Linked DNA regions of Ovis aries: region 2 is linked to region 1. Evidence: chromatin contacts called from public Hi-C data. All regions are on one chromosome and are shown on one strand. The core of a region is the stretch at or near the end of the contact, and the rest is flanking DNA. Distances in the headings are between cores, read along the strand shown.

Region 1 (4,284 bases), core at 274-2,773:
AGAGATGGAAAGGAGCATGGGCACTAGGCAAATTCAGTGCGCTGTCCTATGTCACTCAGCCAGGCAGTGTGGACAGCACACTGAGGCTGCTAGGAATTATCGCCATCCTTCCTTTAAGGGTGCATGTCTGTGTATTCCAGCTGACTGAATGCTCAGAATAGCTCTGCAAGGCTCACCCTGATGTCCAGACATGATCAGCAATACAAGGTCACTGCAAGTTGGAGGAAACCCTGATATCCACTCCCATGTCTATCTGATTTCAGAGACCAGGCTTCCTCCTCAAGGCCATTTTGCCAGACAGGAGGTAAACACATCCTAGCATTCAATTTTAAAAGGATATAAGATCATAGAGACCTAAGCAGGGAGCCTGCTATATGGAGCTTCCTTGGCTGGGAGAAAAGACAAGGTTTATGTCATTGTGGAATTTAAGAAATCAGAATATTTTAAATGCATTCACTGGTGATGGCAGCTTCATTTCTTAGTATAGTCATTATTTTGTATGCACAGAACCAAACCATACATTTCCTGCAACGACTCATGAATTCAGCTTATTCTGGGCATTTTTTCCTTCTCATTGAGTCTTGGTTTCCCTAATCTACAGAACTGGCAGATCTAGGATCTGACATTGACATCTTTTTGATGGTGTCACCAGAGATGACAAAGACGACCAATGATTCCATCTGTCAGAGACTAGGCGGCCATTCAGTCGAGGTGACCACATCCTAGCCGGCTTGCTCACGGGGATTTTAGAGTAGCATCTGTTGGACTCACAGTCTTCCCCATCGCCCTCTGTCCTGGCCTGGGAAAATCCCTCCTGGCATTCCTTACAGTGGGGGCTTGCAGTGGTAGAAAGTTAAGTGAAGAGTTCCCCCTGCTGTCTGAACATGCTCACTGCTAGAGGCACCCCCAGCAGAAGCAGGGCTCTCTCTTCACTCTTATCTCCCCTGGAGGCATGAAGAGGCTCTGGTCCACAGGTCTCTTGGGTGAGGAGGGCTGGAGGGCCAGCTGCCCTTGTTCTTTCGTTCTTTTGATTTCATCTCTCACTCATCCTCCAGCTAGGGAATCTTGTCCTGCCTGCAGCCCACACTCTTGGGGTGTGTACAGTCATAGCAAGGAGGCAATGAGGACTGCTCCTTTTTTTTTTTTTTTTTTTTTTTTTGAGCCATGCCCCACAGGGCTTGTGGAATTTCAGTTTCCTGACAAGGGATTGAACCTGGGCCAAGGTAGTGAAAGCCCGAATTCTAACCACTAGACCACCAGGGAACAGAGGGGTTCATTCTTAAATGTGCTGTGGCTATAAGTAGAAGGCCCAGCCTTCTCTTTTTGGGGCATGGAACATCAGGTCCAGAGAATTGCAGAGAGACATGTCTGGCTGTGTCTCTTTGCTCGGAACCGCTTTCTGACCCACTGTGACTTCGGGATCGGGACCAAGCTCCTCCCCATGGCATTTGTGTTCCATTGTGTTCTAATCCCTAATGAACTCTGCAGTCTCCCCGCTCGCCTTCCCTCTTCCCGCTGTTGCCTCTTGTACTTGTTCCAGCAGTAGCAGTGGTGGTGCTGGGAATAATAATGCTAGCTAGTACATAGTGACTAATGGCTATTTTCTTTTTACTCAGCTAAGCCTGTTACATGCATTATTTTATTTCAGTCTCACCATCATCCCACAAGAAAGGTGCTCTAGAAACTTCCCTCTTGTATATAAGGAAATTGAGTCTTTAAAAAGTTACGTGGCTTGTCACATTTTCAAAGCTAGTCAGTGGTAGAGGGGCAATTCAAGCTGAGGCTGTCTGACTCTTATGCCTGAGTGGATTTTTGACCATTCTACTAGAGGTTGGGCCCTTGGGATGCCCCTAGTTACACCATGCTGGTTTTCCATTTCATCTGGAATCCCCCTCTTCACTGGCAAGTTGTGCCTTGTTTAAAGCACTGCCTGGCAGCTATCTCCTCTGGGAACCCTTCTCTGACCTCTCTTTCCATTTATTTGCCTTCTCCATTGGACCATGAATCCTCAGGGCAGTGACTGGGCAGATATGTTTCCATATCCCCACTGCCAGCCCAGAAGATACTCTGTAAATGTTTGTCGAGCTGAATCATGTAGTCTGTCTCTGCTCCTTCCCTCTGTGGATGTCAGCTCAGCTCTCAGGGCTTGAGGAAGGGAATGTGGATGCTTGGCCTGGTCTCCCCTTCCGGGCTGGATGACACCTGGCCTCATTCTGTCCTTGGTTCTGCAGGTCAGGTTAGATTCCATGGGAGGTTAAGGTTCAAGCCCTTGGCTCAGGCCAGCACGTCACACCATGAACAGCTCTCCTCCTCGGCCAAGGACCCCCTCACACCTGTCACTCGTGGCAACTGTCAGATGAGCTTCTCGTAACAGGGGGATGTAGAAGTACAAGCCTGGACTCGCCTCTCACACATGTAGGTTCTTTTTCTTTTTTTTTCCTTTCCCCTTTGGTCTTTGTATGTTGTTGGGTTGACCTCAGCTGTAATTCTGAGAAACCCAAGGATGGAAAAAAAAAAAAACTTATTTTGAAGCTTTTGCATTTCCTGAAGTCAAATGCCATGCTGTATCTCAGTTTTTCTTAAAGAATCTGTTAGATGTTTCGAAAAGAAAGGAAAACAGAGGCAACTCTCTTGAAGAATGACATCACTGAGTTGGCTAAGGGAAGGGACTGGGGAAGCAGGGCTCCAGAGGAGCTCTCGGTGGAATGGAACTGCTGAACGTGGAGAGGAGCCTGGAGAAGGCACGCTGCTGGTGCCTAGTGACTTTCAAGGCTGTTAGGAGGGCCAGGGCTGATAGGGGCTGGCTCTGTGGGCCCAAACAGCATAGCTCCTGGAAGTTTAAGGAGATGATGCACTCAGCTGACGGCGAATACTGCTCTTGTCCCCGTTTCCCGGATGACGCAGTGGGAAGACTTTCATTAAGGACATACAACACACATTGCAAGTCACAGTTCTGGCAGCTCAAATACTGGACCAGTTAGTGCTGTTCAGAGATGTGTTGGGTTGGTGTGAGAGTCATGTGGCTCTTGTCCAGTCCTAGATGAATATTCCATGGGTCATCAGCCATGTGGCTTTGAGTCTCCTTATCACCCTGTGAGCCCATGATGTAATCATTTTTGGTTATGAGACAGGAATCCTATAGTATTCCTGGAAGTTTGAATTTGGGGAGCATTGGGAGCAAAACACACCTCTGTTTCATTTATTTCCCAACCAAATTAGCTACACCGAGGGGTTTAATTTGAAGAACTAAAGACTAGGGAGGGGAGGGGAGGGGAGAACAGTCCACACATCACGGCAAGTAGATCGCCTGGAGTTAAAATCTAGGACTTTTTTTCCGGTGGTTGTGTCTCAAGCTAGAGGAAGAGCAGGGTGGGCCAGATGATCCAGAAGGGCCCTTCTAGCTGATTTTAGATGGCTGGGTGGACTCAGCTGTACACTGCCAGGCCTGCTGCAGGGACACGACGAAGTCAGTCCCAGCTCCGACTATCTATCTTTTGAGCATGTTGCTCTACCCCAGCTAGGAGTCTGTCTACACGCATTAAAATTTCTGGACACCTGCAGCAGAACAGAGTGTTTTAGGTCTGGGACTAACCTAAGTTAGGGTTTTCATGGTTCATAGAACTGGAAGTTCTCTGAGAAATCATTTGGCCCAGCCTTGGTAACTACATAACACACGTGCTCCCCAATGTTACCCCCACAGCAGGCTTGTCTGAGCTCACCCCACGAATCAGTGGTGGGGCCAGGCCACAGTCTGGGACCCCTTGCTTCTGTCGGGCATTCCATCTTTCAGACAACTCAGGTTCTCTGTGAGTACTCCTGAGAACCAAGGCCTTCAGTTGGGCAAGATTTGTAAGCCATCCTCTCAAGCTTTGGTCTCTAGAAGGATCATTAAATTTTCTTGGGCTTTGTTAGGAAGCCTGGAGAGAAATTTTGTCAACAAAACCCTCCTGGTCAGGTGCATAGAAGACAGAGATAGGGAGAGAGATGTTGCTTTAGGTGGTTGGAAGGGTCATGTTCTAGATAGAAGTCAGAATAATGCAACATGAAGATGGGAACCCTCCTTGAGATCTCAAAATATTAGACCCCAAAGGACCATTGGATGCCAAGTTAACTGTGACCCTAGATTTAGGAGTGGAGAGGCTGAATCCAGAGGGACTAAGGGTCTGGCTCAAAACCCCACAGTAGGTTAAGTGGCAGAGCTGGGTTCAGAAAACAGAGTTCCTGACTCCTAGTCCTGGGCTCTGCCCTGGTTTTTAGTCTTCCCATGGAGCAGAGAAGCTTTAA
Region 2 (4,425 bases), core at 310-2,809, 180 kb before region 1:
CTGAAAGACTGACAGGACTTGCTGGCCAAGCTCCCTTGCTACCCATGAGACTGCTGGGGGTAGGGGTGGGTGAGTCATTCAAAGACCCACTTGCTCTCTCTGGGAACAGAGCTCTGGGGGCTTATTTGAGCCCTGTCTTCAACAAAGTCTTCAGATCCCAAAGGGATTTAGAGGTTAAAAAAACAAAGAGAGAGAGAGACTTCTAAGAATTGCCTTCAATGGAATGCTTCTCCATGGCAAAGATCCAACACGGCCTGCATATTTTTAGCATTTATTAAGATGGCTAATTGGGCACCATTAGAACACTGGGAGAAATATCAATAACGTCAGAAATGCAGATGACACCAACGTTAAGGCAGAAAGTGAAGAAGAACTAAAGGGCCTCTTGATGAAAGTGAAAGAGAAGAGTGAAAAAGTTGGCTTTAGGACTCAGCTTTCAGAAAACTAAGATCATGGCATCCGGTCCCATCATTACATGGCAAATGGATGGGGAAACAGTGGAAACAGTGGCTGACTTTATTTTTCTGGGCTCCAAAATCACTGCAGATGGTGATTGCAGCCATGAAATTAAAAGACGCTTACTTCTTGGAAGGAAAGTTATGACCAACCTAGACAGCATATTAAAAAGCAGAGACATTACTTTGTCAACAAAGGTCCGTCTAGTCAAGGCTTGACTGTGGTTTTTCCAGTGGTCATGTATGGATGTAAGAGTTGGACTATAAAGAAAGCTGAGTGCTGAAGAATTGATGCTTTTGAACTGTGATGTTGGAGAAGACTCTTGAGAGTCCCTTGGACTGCAAGGAGATCCACCCAGTCCATCCTAAAGGAGATCAGTCCTGGGTGTTCATGGGAAGGACTGATGCTGAAGCTGAAAGTCCAATACTTTGGCCACCAGATGGGAAGAGCTGACTGGAAAAGACCCTGATGCTGGGAAAGATTGAGGGCAGGAGGAGAAGGGATGACAGAGGATGAGATGGCTGGATGGTATCATCCACTTGATGGACATGGGTTTGAGTGAACTCCGGTAGTTGGTGACGCACAGGGAGGCCTGGTGTGCTGCGGTTCATGGGGACCCAAAGAGTCGGACACGACTGAGTGACTGAACTGAACTGAACTGAAGAATGTGGGGACTTATATGAGTCAGACTTAGGCTGGCAGTTGTGTTAAGGTGAAGGTAATTTGTGTTTAATTTCTTTGGACTGTTCAATCTTCATAGATAACCACCTATGGGAGAGATTGGTCTGGAAAAAAAAAAGGTTTCTGTAGTTCCTGGAGAAGTTAGACATTCTGTTGTTCTTTTCTCTTAGAATTACCCAGTCATGCTTGAGAATATTTTCTAAGTTTCTAAGAAGTTGCCATAGCTATAGCTTGGTCTGTTTGTACTGAAATCAAAACATTGACATGGTAGGTTTTAAAAAGAAGTGACAACTTTTGGACAATAAAACTGGGTGGGGAAATTACCCAATCTTGGGCAGAGTTCAACTAAAGTGCTACTTGCTGACAACATCGTTGAGCTGTGCCGAGAGTTCAAGGTCATGCGGACCCTGACCACTCAGGGTTTCTGTGTTTCTGTCAGAGAGAATGTTCTCGCTTTGAATGTGCATTAGGGGCTGGGGCCTGGCCCTGGCTCTGAGCTTTGTTCTTGGTAAGACCTCAGGAAAGGAATTTTTCCTCTCGGAATTTTATTATTGTCCCATATTTAAATGGGCATGTTAGATTCAGTGGTCTCAAAGATCCCTTTCACTTCTGGAATTTTAGGATTCGGTGAGTTCTGTTTTTGTAGCTTTGTCGCCCATTTGAAAACCATATCCTTTCCATTTAAATCCACCAGAGGGCGATATGACCCATGTTTTGGCCCTGCAGCCCCTCCTCCCACCCCCGCCTCCCCCTCCCCCAGTCTGAGAGACCTGATCGCGAAGATCCAGTGCCTGCCTTTTGTGGGAGAGAGATGGGAAAGGACACTATTTAAGTTGTTCCTTAGAGCTACAGTTAGACAAGGGATCTTCATATCTACTGCTCTTTTGATCTCACATCAGTTCCCTGTGCCAGATGCTGTCCTCCCATTTCGCAGGCTGGGGAACCCAGGCTCACAGTAGTGAAACGATGGGTCTCAGGCTACTTGGATTTCCAGTGGTGGCCTCGGACCTCATCTCCTCCTCCCCACTCATTCCTTTGGTCATCTTTCACTGGGCTTCAACAGACTGCCTCTGTTTCTAACGGGTTTATGAAAGGACAATTTACACAGGTATTGACTAGGGCAGAGTTTGAATCTGTATTCGATAGAATTGGGATAGGAGCTGAACAGCATGTAGACCAGAGCTTCTTTTCAATAAAGCTCTCCTTTGGAGATTTTGGGCTTCCCTGGCGGCTCAGCTGGTAAAGGATCTGCCTGCAATGAGGGAGACCCGGGTTTGATCCCTGGGTTGGGAAGATCCCCTGGAGAAGGGAAAGGCTACCCACTCCAGTGTTCTGACCTAGAAGATTTCATGGACTCTATAGTCCACGGGGTCACGAAGAGTCGGACACAACTGAGCGGCTCTCACTTTCTCTTTTCACTTTGGAGATTTAGACTAAAACTAGCAGCCAACAGGAGCTCTCGTGGTCCTGGTTCTAAGTTGTAGATGGCAGAATCTACTCGGGCTCATTTAAGTAGCAAAGGAATTTTTGAAAGGGTTTTAGGAAACTCTCAGACTCTCCAGGAGCGCTGAGAACAGGAATCTGAAATGTATGAAGCCAGAATCCTGACCAGTCCCACTGTGGGGGCTTTTCTAGGAAAAAACCAACTGCCACCACTGCTTGGCGCTTATGGTGTTTGGGGCTGGGTCCCACTGCGGGGATTACCACTGACTGAGCTGCTTCTATGTGCAGGGCATATACCTTATCTCAACTGGTCCTGCGGGACTTGGATCATTACCTCTCATGTACTCATACTTGCCCAATTAAACCCAGGCTTCTCAAAGCCTGGACTCCAGCAGAATGAGATTAGGCTGGAGTTTGGGTCTACTCCCAGTCCTGAGAGGATTTCAGGAGAAGAGGGCTATTCCTGATGTTTCTTACTGCCTTTGTAATGCTTTTGTTTTCTACCACCATGGAAGAGTTAGACAAGGCTGTGGTCTGTGTGATTAGATTGACTAGTTTTCTGTGAGTATGGATTCAGAGTGTCTGCCCTCTGATGCCTTCTCGCAACACCTACAATCCTACTTGGGTTTCTCTTACCTTGGACGTGGGGTATCTCTTCATGGCTGCTCTAGCAAAGTGCAGCCGCTGCTCCTTACCTTGGACTAGGGTATCTCCTCACCGCCGCCCCTCCTGACCTTGATCGTGGAGTAGCTCCTCTTGGCCCTCCTGCGCCTGTGCATCCATTGCTCCTTGGACGTGGGGTTGCTCCTAATAAATATTTCTTTGAACCCCCTTTTTTTTGGCAGGGGGGAGGCAAGAATACTGGAGTGGGTTACCATTCCCTTCTCCAGGAGATCTTCCCGACCCAGGGATTGAACCCGGGTATCCTGCATTGTAGGCAGACGCTTTACTGTCTGGGCCACCAGGGAATTTATTTTTGGGGGCTCCAAAATCACTGCAGGTGGTGATTGCAGCCATGAAATTAAAAGATGCTTACTCCGTAGAAGGAAAGTTATGACCAACCTAGATAGCATATTCAAAAGCAGAGACATTACTTTGCCAAGAAAAGTCTGTCTAGTCAAGGCTATGGTTTTTCCAGTGGTCATGTATGGATGTGAGAGTTGGACTGTGAAGAAAGCTGAGCGCCAAAGAATTGATGCTTTTGAACTGTGGTGTTGGAGAAGACTCTTGAGTCCCTTGGACTGCAAGGAGATCCAACCAGTCCATTCTAAAGGAGATCAGTCCTGGGTGTTCTTTGGAAGGACTGATGCTGAAGCTGGAACTCCAGTACTTTGGCCACCTGATGCAAAGAGTCGACTCATTGGAAAAGACTCTGATACTGGGAGGGATTGGGGGCAGGAGAAGGGGACGACAGAGGATGAGATGGCTGGATGGCATCACTGACTCGATGGACGTGAGATTGGGTGAACTCTGGGAGTTGGTGATGGACAGGGAGGCCTGGTGTGCTGTAATTCATGGGGTTGCAAAGAGTCGGACACGACTGAGCGACTGAACTGAACTGAACTGAACCATGGAAGAGGAACAAAAAAGAATGCAAATTCTTAGTTTCTATTTATTTTATCCCCTTGTGCCTCTGGGTCTTTCCAACAAATATAAATAGCCCTGAAGGAAGGGAGTATTTTCCACTTGACACCCTGTAGGCATTACTTGGATGTGACTTTCTTCGAATAAAGAATCGTTGGAAAAGACCATGATGCTGACTAATCTAATCCCATTAGTTTATTAAACAGAAAACTGAGGCTCAGAGCAGAAAATTAACTGCTCAGAGTCACAGAGTGACAGGGC

What was found. A called contact is a pair of places that touch in the nucleus more often than the background predicts.
Region 2: a Hi-C map of tail adipose tissue shows a contact between it and region 1, with 6 times the contacts expected there. The contact joins two enhancer-like sites. A contact is called at or near these places in 7 of 16 Hi-C or Micro-C datasets (hypothalamus, liver, mixed tissues and 3 more).

What each region holds. Positions count from the first base shown.
Region 1 is chr2:8,876,775-8,881,058 of ARS-UI_Ramb_v3.0, reverse strand. The region is part of intron 2 of TNFSF8 (TNF superfamily member 8); the gene reads right to left. Among named protein-coding and RNA genes, the nearest start is that of TNFSF8, 22 kb to the right of the region's middle. Within about 2 kb of position 1,523, at least 6 of the 54 cell types and tissues checked have an H3K27ac peak or open chromatin away from gene starts, as enhancers often do.
Region 2 is chr2:9,054,880-9,059,304 of ARS-UI_Ramb_v3.0, reverse strand. No RefSeq gene overlaps it. Among named protein-coding and RNA genes, the nearest start is that of TNFSF15, 70 kb to the right of the region's middle. Within about 2 kb of position 1,559, at least 4 of the 54 cell types and tissues checked have an H3K27ac peak or open chromatin away from gene starts, as enhancers often do.